Linked DNA regions of Mus musculus: region 1 is linked to region 2. Evidence: chromatin contacts called from public HiChIP or PLAC-seq data. All regions are on one chromosome and are shown on one strand. Each heading gives the region's core, a stretch centred on a gene start, on an enhancer-like site or on the middle of the called end of the contact. The rest is flanking DNA. Distances are from core to core; before and after follow the strand shown. Region 1 has its middle 8.5 kb from the start of AW549542. Region 2 overlaps Med13l (mediator complex subunit 13-like).

Region 1 (6,270 bases), core at 2,094-4,593, 830 kb after region 2:
CAAAGTAGCGTGGTTGAGACCACTGTGTACTAAGCGTGCACTGGATACCTGCTAAGTATCATTAGTGGGGCCTGTATAATATACTCTACCCTGGAAGAGTGGGGCGGGGCCCAGTGCTGTGTTACACTGGCCCTAAATGAACAGTACAGATATGAACAGTACAGATAATTGGACCTCTTCAAATGGCTGTTATTATAAGAAACACAGAGAAAATGAGAGAAATGTTCACCGTAGTGGTCAGGGCAGAATCTGTGCCTACTAGCTTTCTCTCCAGTCCCTGGAACTTCTTGAATAACTTTGATTTCTAGGCCAACAGGGTTAAGTGTTCTGAGCAAGGGAGAAAAAAAAAAAACAAAAAACCCACTGACCAGACTTTGTGAACTATCTCCTACTGCACATTATAGACAGAAAAACTGAATCTCCGAGAGAGTAATAGGGGCCGAGATAATACAGCTTTGCTTTTGGTTAATTTGGGCTTTGTTGTGCACAGATCTATAACACCTCGGTAGCGCTGGATGTCCTCGGTAGCGCAAACGCCCTACTAAGTCACCATTCCAGCCCTTATTTATTTATTTATTTATTTATTTATTTAGGAAGGGTGGCATACCACAGCATGCATGTGAAGGTCTGGAGGATCAAGCTCAGGAGTCCCTTTTCCCCTCTGAGCCATCTTGCTGGCCCCTGCATCTTGCATGTCATAAACGTGAGTTTTGGCATTTTTCCTTCCGGGTTTGCCTTTAGCTGAAGTAGACATACCTACTTCATTTTGTGAGACTCGGTATTCACAAGCCATCTCCCCTCTTACAACCCCCACCACCCATCCCCCCAGCAAATTCGTTCACCTCAGGATTCTACCTGTAAAGCTATTTAAAGATCAGGCGTGGTGGCACATGCCAGTAATCTCTGCACTTGGGAGACAAAGGTGGGAAGGTCATGTATTTGGGCCCAGCCTGAGCTACAGAACGAGACCCCTCGGAGGGAGAGATAGAGATAGACAGAGAGGGGGAAAAGAGAGGAGAGGAGAAGAGAGGAGAGGGGAGGGGAAGGGAGGGGGGAGGAGGGAGGAAGGGAGGGGAGGAGGGGGGAGGGGAGGAGGGGCTTGGTGATACAGACCTATACGCCCAGCTACAGGGGAGGGTATAACGGGAGGATCACGAGTTCAAGGCCAGGCTGAACAATTGGTGGCTGGACCGGTAATCCCAGCAGTTGGGAGGCAGAGGCATACAGATCTTTCTGTGAGTTCCAGGCCAGCCTGGTCTACAGAGCTAACCCAGTGAGGCCCTACCTCAATTATTTGTTTGTTTGTTTATTGAAACCAGAAAGGGTTAAAGGTGTGGCTTGACCTTGCCCATCGCCTTGTTAGCAGTCCTGGGTTCAGGATTCAGCTCCTAATGCTGATGATGGAAAGACTCTCCCTATCCAAAGACTCGGAAATTACTTGCATCAAATCTGCTTCTCTCCACTTTGTGACGGGTTTAAAATGGGGAGTACCTGGCTGGAGCACCTTGGGATGGATGACCTTCCAAAAAGTGGGGGCAGGCTTCAGTTTAAAACACATACACGTCCTATTCATTTATCACAGCCCCTAAGCTAGGCAAGACCACCTCTCTTCCCCTCTGCTGTAGGACCCAGTGCGAAGGATGAGGTAGTCTCCGAGTGCTTTTTGTTCTTCCCTGGGCTGTGTTTATCCAAGTATTTTAAGCACTGTTTCTATTATGCTATTCTGAGGCCATTACTCCACAGGGTGATTAAAATTTCTCTTGGCCAGAGAAGAGAAGACAATATCTTTGCTGCGTCCGTCCGGGACTGTTGCTTTTCCCAAGCAGCCTTCAAAGGAGAAAAAAAAAAAAAACGTAAACACCAGGCACACAAAATATACGCTCGTTGCACAGCAGGAGCCTGCAGAGTCTCATGCCCTTCACCTTGGCCTGGACTCCAAGCAGCTGGGATAGGATGGGGGAGGAGGAATGGCGATGGCGGAGGCTCTCCCATTTCCCTGTGTTGTTCTTCTTCTTGCTTGTGCCTGCTTTAGTCTGCTCCATCTCCACCTATCTACGGACAAGACAGCCATTGACTTTTCTTTTCTTTTCTTTTCTTTTCTTTTCTTTTCTTTTCTTTTCTTTTCTTTTCTCTTCTCTTCTTTTCTTTCCTTTCCCTTCCTTCCTTCCTTCCTTCCTTCCTTTCTTTCTTTCTTTCTTTCTTTCTTTCTTTCTCTCTCTCTCTCTCTCTTTCTTCCTTCCTTCCCTTTTTTTTTTTTGAAATGGGGGGTGGTGGTGTCTCATTGTATAGACCAGGATAGATGGCCTCGAACTCACAGTGACATAACCTGCCTCTGCCAACTCATCTCAGAAGGCTGTGACCAAAACCAGGAGGAGCTGAGACGCTTCCTTAGGTGTGTGAGCCAGACTTTTTGGGAAGACTTGTCTAGCTGAGGGAGGGGAAGGGAGAAAGGGGGGCAGGGGACATTCCAAGAAGGAAAACAGAAAGAGCAGGGCCAGCTGAGAGAGGTCAGAGAGCCTTTGGGAGAACGGCACAGCCTACCACCAGTCCGTATGCCCGCACCAGGGATCCTGAGACTTCCAGGCCACCCGGAGCCACATCGCATGACTTGTATTGGGGAAGAGGTAAAACAAGAAACAGACACACATAAACATGCACACTAGGTAACTAAATAACCAAAGGAATAAACGCCTGTAAAGGACTGTAGACAGAAGGAATAGAATGGAAAAGTCCAGCTTTGATTTCTTATCTTTACAGCCTACAGCCTGAGGGCAAGAGCTTTAACCTCGGCGGTGTTCTGAGTCCTTATCTGCGAAATGGGAGCTTTAGTCCCCACCTCCTGGGGCCTCCAGGAGAACACTGCTGGAACTTGGCTGAGTAGCAGCTTCCTTCTTCCTTCCTGATTCTCTTTGATGAATTCTCTTTCACTTCCCTGGTCCACTTAGCACCCCTCTCTCTCCTTCTCTCCCCCTCATCTCCTTTTTTCTTCCCCCTTTCTCTTTTTCAGAGAAACCAACCCCTCACTACCACCACCACCCCACTCCCAGCCCCCCAGGCAAGAACTGAGAGCCACAAGCTGGAAGCCCTCACTCTCTCTGGTGACTGGGGCAGCTGAGCAGACAGACAGACACCCAGTGCCCCCAGGTATTCCCTCACTGCTTTGATGAATGCTCTTGCTATCTCCCTAGCCCGGCTACTTCTAGCCCTGGAGATTTCTCTGATCTCCCTACCCCCGCTGCCCACCACTGCCCTCAAGCTGGCCGGAGTGTTTTGAAGCAAGCAGCTGATCATTAGCATCACTCTGGCCTATCTCCCAGACACACAGCAGAAGAGATTAAAGAAAGGGGCGTGTGGCGCTTGCTTGCAAGCCAAAGATTCCTGTGTCCCACCCTGGGCCCTGAAGGAAAGCTGTATTGTTCTAAAGATAAAGTTACTAGTTGTATAAAGGCATCTTTGGGAACTTTCTCCTTAGAAGCAAGGGCTTCTTGGAGTCAAGATAGTACCTGCAAGTCCAGACATATCCCAAGTGCTTAAGCAGCCCCCAGAGCCCTTTCTGCAGCCAAATGGGCACTGAGCTAACTCCTCTTAGGGGCTTCAGCTCTGAGATCTGTCACAGGTGGCACCATGATGGTTTCTTTATACACCACTCATCTCATAAGCGAGGGACTTGTACCCCATTTTACCAGGGGCTAACTGAAGGATTAGGTAAACTGCAGTGTCTGGGGACAGAAGCACTTTGGAACAGCCCTCCCCTGTGGCTTCTTTGATAGTCATCTAGTTATCTGGTCCCTCTCATGAGGCAGAGGCAGGTGGCTCTCCCTGTGAGTTTGCAGCCAGCTGGTCTACAGAGCGAGTTCCAGGACAGTCAGGAATACACAGAAAAGGAAGCGCTGTCTCAACAACAACAACAAAAAAAGTCAAATGGGGTTGGGAGTGGGGGGGGGGGGGCTCAGTGGGGTTTGCCTCTCCAAATGTTAGATTTGGATTTCAGGAGACTTCCAGGGTCTCTACAGTAGATGGATATCTTCTCCTTCCAGCCCTGATACTGCCCCTCTCCTCCGACCCCCAATCTCTCCAAGGCGTGATCACTATACAACATGATCAAAACTGGAAGCTCCTCCTAAGCCAAATATGGGGTGCATGCTTGAAAGTCCAACACTCTACACAAGGAGGCAAAAAGCTCAGGAGTTCAAGGTCAACCTTTACTACCTAATGAGTTCAAGGCCAGCCTGGGCTACATGCAGTCTGTCATAAGTTTCCCTGACCTAGCCCAAGTTCTTCATACCTTCTCTGAGCCAGCCATCTGCCTATTCTGTATCCATTCTTCAACAAGGGTCTTGGGTAGGTAGAAATGCTGTCATAGTCTGGTACATTCCCATCCCCACCACTCCATCCCTGATCCTGTGGCTCAGCCCAGGCTTACTTACATGGTCAGGGCTTTCTCCTGACTCTAAACAGAAGGAACTAGGGGTGAGATGCCACCACTGAGCTATTTTGGGCCACTCATGTCACGTCCGGCAATCCCACCCAAGTGTTCCCACTCTGAGTGTCTAATATAGCCTTTCCCTGCTTGGAAAAAAGAGGTCTTGATATGTTTTTGAAAAATGCGGTATGATGTGGGGGGGGGGGTGTCTTAGCGGGCCCATGCTGAGGCATCTCCCCTTGAGGTACCAGCCATATGATGGGTCTAGTATAAAACGAACTTGGTTTGGGGGCATGAGAAGGGAGGTTGCGGGGAACACATGGAAAAACAGAGGTGGAGGACAGAGAGGAAGAAGAGGGGCAGAGGTTGGGGGAAGGGATAATCATAGAAGGGGTGGAGGTCAGAGAAAGATCAAGAAAATCCAAACAGTCCTTTTTTAAAAAGTAAATAAATAAAAGCTGATTTTATTTATTTATTTATTTATTTATTTATTTATTTATTTATTTATTGTATAGTACTGGCTGTAGACCAGGCTAGCTCGAACTCAGTAATCTGCCTGCCTCTGCCTCCCAAGTGCTGGGATTAAAGGTGTGTGCCTCCACTGCTGGGCTCCAAATAGTCCTTTTACAGCAAGTCAGGCACCAACCTGGCTACCTGGCTATTGCTAGGTAGCTGGTGGGCGGATCCTAGAAGAAATGCTAACAGGTCTTCCTTTGGCCAGCAAGAGAGGGTAAAGCTCTGGGTTGGTAGGAACCAAAGGCCCTATTCTCCAACAAGGTGCTTAAGTAAAGCATTGAGAAAAGATAGGCAGGGCACTGGTGGTGCACACCTTTAATCCTAGCACTTGGGAGGCATAGGTAGACAGATTTTTCTATATTTCTGGTTCAAGGCTAGCCTGGTCTACAAGGTGAGTTCCAGATCAGCCAGGACTACACAGAGAAACCCTGTCTCTGAAGAAAGAAGAAGAGAAGAAGAAGAAGAAGAAGAAGAAGAAGAAGAAGAAGAAGAAGAAGAAGAAGAAGAAGAAGAAGAAGAAGAAGAAGAAGAAGAAGAAGAAGAAGAAGAAGAAGAAGAAGAAGTTGTTGTTGTTGTTTTTAATAGGAGGTGTGGCACACTCACATTCTTGAGAATATAAGGACGAGTGTGTGTCACCCTGCTCATAGGGAGGTCAGGAGGTCATTCTGAGGGACTCAATTCTCTCCTTGTACTCTATGGGAGACCAAACTCAAGTCATGAGCTTGGTAGCCGGGTTACTTGTACTCACTGAGCAATCTTGCCCCCCTTCCCCCACCTTCTCTACTTTTATTTTGAAACAAGGTCTTACATAGCCCAAGCTGACCAGGAACGTGACTCACAGCCAAGGTTGGGGATAACCACGAATGGATATTTCCACCTCTGGAATGCTGGGATTGCAAGCACGTACCACCCCCCAGACTTAATATCTATTGTTTTCCGATTGTTTCTTTTCAAAAAAGCAACTGTTTTGAGGAATAAATTCCTTCTCCAGTCCCACCAACACCTGGAATGTTGCAGTTGCCTGTGGACCCTGTCAACCCTCAAACTGTCATTTACATTGTAGTTATTGCCCTGGGTGTGCAACATCAGCTGTTGTTTCCTAAATCTCTGTAGCCCAGGCTGGTCTGTCCTTGCTTCCTAAGTACCTGGGAGATAGATGCACATTGCCTGACCATTTCCCTCCTCCCCCTCCACTTCCTCTTCTTCTTTGAAACAGAGTTTTACTATGTAACCATGGCTAGCCGGGAATTCACTATGCAGACCAGACAGGCAAACTTCAACTGACTCTGCTTTCTGAGTGCTAGGATAAAAGGGTAAGTTTTACTGTTCTA
Region 2 (7,100 bases), core at 1,715-4,214:
CGTTTTTTCTTCCTGAACTGTTTATCCCTAGCTAAGTCATCACACAGGACCAGGAGGTCAAGGCTTTGTCTTTGTTTCACAGCAGGCCTCAAGTTGGCTGCCTTCAAGTCCGATCCTCCTGCCTTAACCTTTCTTCCTGAGTTTGAGGATTATGTGCACAGATATGTGTGTGTGTGTGTTCTACTGTGTCCTGACTTCACTTTTTATCTTTGGCCAGAATAATTTTATTTTACTTTTCTCTATCCAGAATCAGAGTTGATAGGACTTGATGTAGTAAATTAATAAGGATCATTTTCTTTCTCTACATAGGAGACATTAAAGACAAACTGACCACTTACCATTACTTGTACTAAAGGCACCTTTTAAATCTCAGTAGTCACCGACAGGTGGGAAGTGCTTGATGCAGAGAGGCACAGAAGACTCCGAGAGGCACACGACACTCACTCACAGCACACTCACTCAGCACTCCCACACAGCGAGCACACAGGGTGGCAGGAGCATTGCTCCCTGCAGACTCTGAGCTGTGGTGCTCAGTTCTAATCCAGGGAAGGTGATGATGGAGAGCAGGTGCACTCTAGGGGTCCTAGATGCCCCTGAGGATGCTGGGGTCTTCCATCTCAGCATGCAGTGACACACAGCTCCAGAGCGGGTGCCTTGTGCTTCTGGGATCACTGTATCCATTTTTCCAAAACCTTTGTCTGGTCGATAGTGTTTGTCAGATGCCTGACTTCACTGCAGAGACCTGTGTATTCCAGGTCACATTGCTTAGTCCCCAAGGGCTTTGGTGGGAGGTACTGCAGGCAGGGGACTGTCACTAGTGTGCATAGTCAAGATGAAAGCTGCTGTTAGTGCCTGGTGATGCTCATTGTGCTTTGGGCCTTGTTTTTCAGAGCCAGGGAGAGCGGCTTCTGTCTCGGGAGGCTCCAGAGGAACTCAAGCAGCAGCCCCTGGCCCTTGGGTATTTTGTGTCCACTGCCAAAGCGGAGAACCTCCCGCAGTGGTTTTGGTCATCGTGCCCCCAGGCCCGGAACCAGTGCCCACTCTTCCTGAAGGTTGGTAGATGCACGCTGGGGTTTAAGACAAGTCTCTGGCATGTGTTTTCATTTGGTTGGAGCTAGAAATCTCCTCTTCGCTGACCCAGGCTCTTTGTGCTCCTGTGTCACTTGTCACTTAAAGTCTGAGGAGGTTTTAGTTACAGAAGAGTGGACTTCAGAAAAGGGACCCCGACTTGCTGTCAAGAAGTGAGTTCACACAACCTGACTCTCCTAGTCGGTACTGATGACTGCCAGGAAGCCACAGCACAGTCCTACCTGGCTGCATACTGGAGCCGTCCTCCATAGAGCAGAGCCAGGGCCATTCAAACCTTTCACATCTGTGCGTTTTCCTCCTTGTATGGCTTTTATTGATTGTGCCCTTAAAACAAGGCCCACACGTGCAGAGTGTAAAGGAGCCTCAGAGGGCATCCATTTCTCATTTTTGGCAGAAAGAGAGAGAGGTTTGAGAGTATACCATGGTGGGAGCCATGGGGAGAGGACTCTTATAAGGGAGTCAACTGAGTGATGACAGCCCTGAGCTCCCCCTGTGGCACAGCATACCCACCTCCAGCCATTGGATGCTGGCAGATGTGAGAAATGATGTAGGTACTTATCATGCCCATGCCTGGCTGTGAAGGTGGCTGAGGTGGGAGGTCATATGACTTGTGAGCTGAAACAAGGCTGAAGGGCACAGCAACCCTGCCACAGAGTAAGCCAGCCCAGTGACGGGAGCAAGAGATGAGGGGAAGCGGCATGCCGTGCTGTGAGTAAGGGCCAGCTGAGCCAGCTCTGCAGCACTGGTGTCGTCTCAGTGGGCAGAGCTGTGAGCCACTCTTGTGTGGCATGGAGGGGACATGGAGTAACCTGTGGGAAATACTCCAGTGTAGGAGGGACACCTAGTCAGTCAGCAGAGCAGGGAGAGTCCCCAGGACTGTTAGGGTCGTATCCAAACAGGAGGTGACAAACAGGCGGTAGTGTGTCACTCTACTCAGAGATACCAGGCACAGGCGGGCACGGAACGCTGTGATGGAGCGCCTTGCTCACCTGACAGCTGAGCATGAAGGAAATGGCCGTTTCCTTCGTGGAGGTTAGTCTCTGTCTGTATTGGGACAGCAGACAGTCAGCGCCTCTGTGTCCTCTGATTATGTGCCCACCTTGTGGAATGCGCCTGCCTGCCTGTCCTCGAGGTCCTCTGCCTGCCCACCCTGGAGGTGCACCTGCAATTAAATCTCCAGATCAGACAGTAGGGATTGTGAGGGGTCTGAAGGGTAGAGGGGTTGAGAAGCCCCACAGTATGAAGAGCCACATCTAGACTGCAGAGCCTCGACACCCCTCACGGCAGCTTAGCCCATAGCTGGAGGACGGAAGAGAAAGTTTTGAGAACATCAGAGAGACTTGACTATATAGCCCATTAGCTGATACAAAGGAATCACATTCAGTGTGCGCGCGCGATACAGTTCTTAAAGGTTCTCATCTGTAAGCATTACTTCCTAAATTTACAAGAGAAATGATAGAGTATTTGGTTTGTTTTAAAATATTTCAAAGGTAAAATACTGAAAAGAAAGTGACAAATAGTGGCCACTGTCCCAGCTTTGGTGGCAGGGCATACAGCACTACATAGGAACTGCTGTTTCATGTGCTCGACTGTTGTGTTAGAAGCAAGGTATGCTGGTGAGATGGCCCAGTCAGTCAGAGAGCCCCCAAGCCCCGGCCGGGTGCGTCTGGTGGCAGGGATCAGTGCGCCAGGCTGTCTTCTGACCTCACGTGTGTGCTGTTGAGTGCACACACACCAGTCAGCTTGTTTTCTCAAGAAGCAAAATGAAGTCGGTTAGACCAGAAAGAGAGGCCCCTGAAACTAGTGTTGAGCTTACCTCTAGGACAGTAGTGTGTCCCAGGAGATGACTCAGCAGTTGGGACTCAGGCACACAGCAGCCTGCCTCTGCATGACTGAGGAGCCGGAGCCTGGGCTGGGGCCGCGCTCATTCTCCACTGTGCTGCTCTGCACCTGGAAAGAAACAAAGTTCTCGGGTCTTTCCCCAGGCTTCCCTGCATCACCACATCTCTGTAGCGCAGACCGATGAGCTCCTTCCTGCCAGGACCTCTCAGCGGGCTCCACACCCTCTGGACTCCAAGACCACATCTGACGTTCTAAGGTAGCTCTGACTGAGTGGGAAAGTGGCGCTCCTTCCTCCTTGCCCCTGAGGAGTGCAGGACAGGGTGGTGCTCAGAGACACTGCTGCTTGTGCAGAGCAGCAGAGTCCACTTCTCCCCACGGTGCAGGGACACACAGTGTGTGCACTCAGTTCACCACACAGGAGGTGCAGGGACACTTCATTTCCTATTCCAAAGAGGTGATGCAGGTGTCAGCCCTGGGCAGAAGAACAAAGGTTAGGGAGCAGAGCCTGGGAGTGGCTCTGCATGGAAAACTCAGTTTGACCTTCTCTGCCACAGATAAGTATGTTCGATTGACTAGAGCACTAATTCTTTGTTATGGAATGCACCTCAGATGCACGGACTCTGTTTCACTGTTTTCATCAGGGCATAAAATTTAATGGTGCATGCCTGTAATCCCAGAACTTGAAAGAGAAGGCTAAAGAACCAGGAGTTGAAAGTCATCCTTACTTACTTACTGAGTTCAAGCCCAGAGTCCAGCCTGAGCTCCGGAGACACTGTGTGGATGTGCATGTGTGTGCATGTGGATGCACGTGCCAGATGCCAGCCAGTCTCTTCCTGTCTCTCACCGTGCTCCTGAGATTGGCCTGTGTCCACCTCCTCTCCCCTTCCCTCCTCCTGCTATTGGATTATAGTGTGCACTGTTGCTCACTGCTTTACACGGGTTCTGGGGCACACACTCAGCCTTTCTGTCACTAGCTGAGATATTGCCCCAGACCCAAGACTGGATCTTCAAAACAACAAGCAGACAGAAGCTATCCTGTGCCTTGAGAGCTGAGCCTTTCTGGGTGCTCTCTGATGTACTGTGGTTTGGAAATGGGCGATGGACAGGTGCCTCACTAGCAACTTGGCCCCCAGGGTCTCTGATGGAACAGAGAGCAAGGGTCTTGTGCAAGTTAAGTACAACCATGCACACCTAGGATACCCATGCACACCCAGGCAGACAACTAAGGCTGTGGTCAAAAGTATCAGGCTAACCTGCCATAGAGAGCAAGGCCCTGTCCATCCCTGTTGATTTTTTTCCAGTGACCACATCAGAATAACATGGAGAAACTTGGAAAGCCGAGTGTCAGTAAAGTATTACATTCTGAACAATTCAATATGATCAGTATATTCTCATTTTGGCATCTAGCCAACATGAAACAGTTTTCATTCAGTGGCTTCCTGATCCTGGAGGCCCTGAGGTGGCCATGCTGGTGTGCAGGGACGCAGGGTGGGCCACGTGGGCCCCACACACCCCAAGCCTGTGGCCCAGAAGCTGACCTCTGTGCTCTCCCTGGCAGGTTTGTGCTGGAGCAGTACAACGCCCTATCCTGGCTCACGTGCAATCCAGCCACCCAGGACCGCACTTCCTGCCTTCCCGTCCACTTCGTGGTGCTCACGCAGCTGTACAATGCCATCATGAACATGCTCTAACCGGGAAGGGAAGCGCTTGCCCTCTGCCTCAGCTCCTCCTGCAGCCTTGGCCAGGGAGCCTGCTCCACTCTGCAAATGCCCGGCCTTTTTTAGAGCACTCCCTATACCCCGCACTGTGACGCCTTCTGAGCAGGCTCATGCTCCTCCTGCAGTGTTCATTGCCACAGTGACTTCTTGACGTGTCTCACGAGGACCTGGAAATTTCCATAAGCAGTGACTTGAGCCAATGTGTGATATGTGCAGCCTGCAGTCCCCGGGAAGTGGCGGCTGTTGGTGGCTGAAGAGGCAAGGAGAAGAGACACCGTCCTTTTGCACAAGAGCCTGCTCTCAGCCTCTGTTTAGTACCAGGCTGTCCAGCCCTCTGAATGCAATCCTCTAGCCAATGGTGGATGCCTGGGGGTCTCCCATACTTCATAACCTGGGATGTGTCACAACTAAGAGCCAGCTCCAGGACAGGATCTAGTGCTGGGGCCTCTGCCTCCCCCGCCTGTCAGGAGGGTTTTAGTTGATGGCACACCTGTGTAGACACAGGAGGTCTGGGGACAGCTGCATTCTGTTTATTTATTTTTCATTTTGTTGTAAGTTTTTTTGCGACTTTGTTTTTTCTAATCTTGAGGACCAGGTACAGTAGCTGAAGCCCACTGAGACCCACCGTAGGATTCTCTGAGTACATACCTCTGTCCTAGAAGCCAAGAAAGGAGTGAGAAGAAGCGGGGAGGCCACCTAGTGGTAGACTCGGTCAGACAGTCTGTGGCTGCAGCCTGTGTAGGTTGCACCCCTATATGAAGATGGTCAGGCTCAGCCCCGAGCTGGAGGCAAGGACCTTCATCACTTCTCTATACAGTCACATGGAAATACCTTTTCTAGAGAATTCTTACAGAAAGCCAGGTCTCTCCTTTCATTAGATCAAAAGGGACTCGTGTACATATCACAACCAAAGTGTTTGCTCACGAAACCAGTTACAAACACAGTGAATTTTTTCTGGACCATAGGAATATTGTTTCAAAGAAATAGTGCAACTCAACCGTTACATCAGTACTTGAAGCTGAGCCTCTATGTGGGACTTTAAAAAAAAAAAAAAAAGCCTTTTTAAAGCATTCGCAGCTGATTGAAGTATTCTTGACTCCCTGTCCCAGACCTTAGGGTTGACTTTGAAACCCTGTTTCTAGCCCTTATGTCGTATGTTTCTGTCTGTGGGTGGTGGGTGTAGACCGGCTTCCCAGAGCCTCCTGACAGGCCCGGCACTGAGCCCGGCTCCCGTGGGAGAGTCATGCAAACTAAGTTCTTCCAAGAGACTTTCATGTCCTGGTTATTAACAAAGAAAAGGAAAAAAATGTAATAATTGATATGGTTTTGTAAAAGTATTTTTCTTGAGATAATCTAACGTTTAAAACATTATATTAACATGTGGTGGGGATGTGAAAGCAGAGAAATAACTTGTACATGGGTGACTGTTCTCTGTCTCACCAACTGGGGGGGTTGCTTTCCAATGTATAGCTTAAAAAATCTGATATATCAAACCGTTTGTATCTAACGTGTACAGTGTAAAATTGACTTAAAATATCGCAGTGCTATTTTTTCTTATCAGCGAGGAAATCCTCAAGGCCTTTTGAAGAGCGTAAGATGACGGAGATGTAAACTTGTATAAAGTCACCTCGGGGAGGACGGGCTGTAAACTAGATATTTGTAATCTTTACCACTTGGGATTGCTTCCTCTCAGAGTTCACCAGAACTTTGAATTTCTCTCTCTCTCTCTCTTTTTTAAATGGGCTGTTTTTACTGCAGGGGCTTTTCTTCCCTAGAAACCCAACTCTACGCAGAAAAAGTGAAAAGGAAAAAAAAAACACAAAAAAAACCAGAAAAAAAAGCTATAAAAAGTTTTAAAAGAAGGCAGCAAAGGGTAGTTTCCATCTGGTGTCTTTTATTTAAGTTTTTTAAGTTAAGAAAAGCTGGTGACATATTTATACGTTTTTGTGCAAAAAATAAATGAATGGCAATAGATTTAAAGAAATCTTATTATGTACTTCTGTGTGCAAAAGTCTGTATAATATTTCCCCTAAATATGCATTATTTTACCTGTGAGTTTTTTACAGAATTAATCTGAAATGTACAAGCCCTGGATTTGCTACAGAGTGAGAAGTTATTTTATTTTATTTTTTTTTTATTTTTTATTTTGAGAAAACTGCAGAAATCAGAACTCCTACCATGGTTTGAAAAGGGAGGCGGGAGGGGAGGCGGGAGGGCTGGTCCGGCATGCCTGTATGTATCTCTCAAGAGCCTTTTTTTTAAAATGTAAAAGCTGTACATTTTTGGGAAGTTCTGATTTTCTTTTTCTTTTTTTTTTTCTTTTTGTTTCCTTTTACCTTCAAGCATTTTGCAGTGCGCTTCTTTTATATCTAGCAGACAATTGGAAAGAAATACAAAACCTATGTGACGTTCATTTAAGAACCACAGCCCAGTGCTGGTTCAATACACTAA

What was found. HiChIP or PLAC-seq counts read pairs in DNA pulled down with a chosen protein or histone mark.
Region 1: an H3K27ac HiChIP or PLAC-seq map of embryonic stem cells shows a contact between it and region 2, with 4 times the contacts expected there. The contact joins two enhancer-like sites. A contact is called at or near these places in 1 of 115 datasets of contacts at active chromatin or transcription factors (embryonic stem cells) and 1 of 9 other capture datasets (embryonic stem cells).

What each region holds. Positions count from the first base shown.
Region 1 is chr5:119,585,703-119,591,972 of GRCm38.p6, forward strand. No RefSeq gene overlaps it. Among named protein-coding and RNA genes, the nearest start is that of AW549542, 8.5 kb to the left of the region's middle. Within about 2 kb of position 3,344, at least 27 of the 459 cell types and tissues checked have an H3K27ac peak or open chromatin away from gene starts, as enhancers often do. A contact at or near this core is called in embryonic stem cells, where this site is marked.
Region 2 is chr5:118,758,212-118,765,311 of GRCm38.p6, forward strand. Med13l (mediator complex subunit 13-like) reads left to right here. Exons shown (of 31, transcript NM_172424.4): 29 at 891-1,052; 30 at 3,075-3,187; 31 at 4,490-7,100. The coding sequence ends at 4,622. Among named protein-coding and RNA genes, the nearest start is that of Gm42015, 82 kb to the right of the region's middle. Within about 2 kb of position 2,965, at least 17 of the 459 cell types and tissues checked have an H3K27ac peak or open chromatin away from gene starts, as enhancers often do. A contact at or near this core is called in embryonic stem cells, where this site is marked.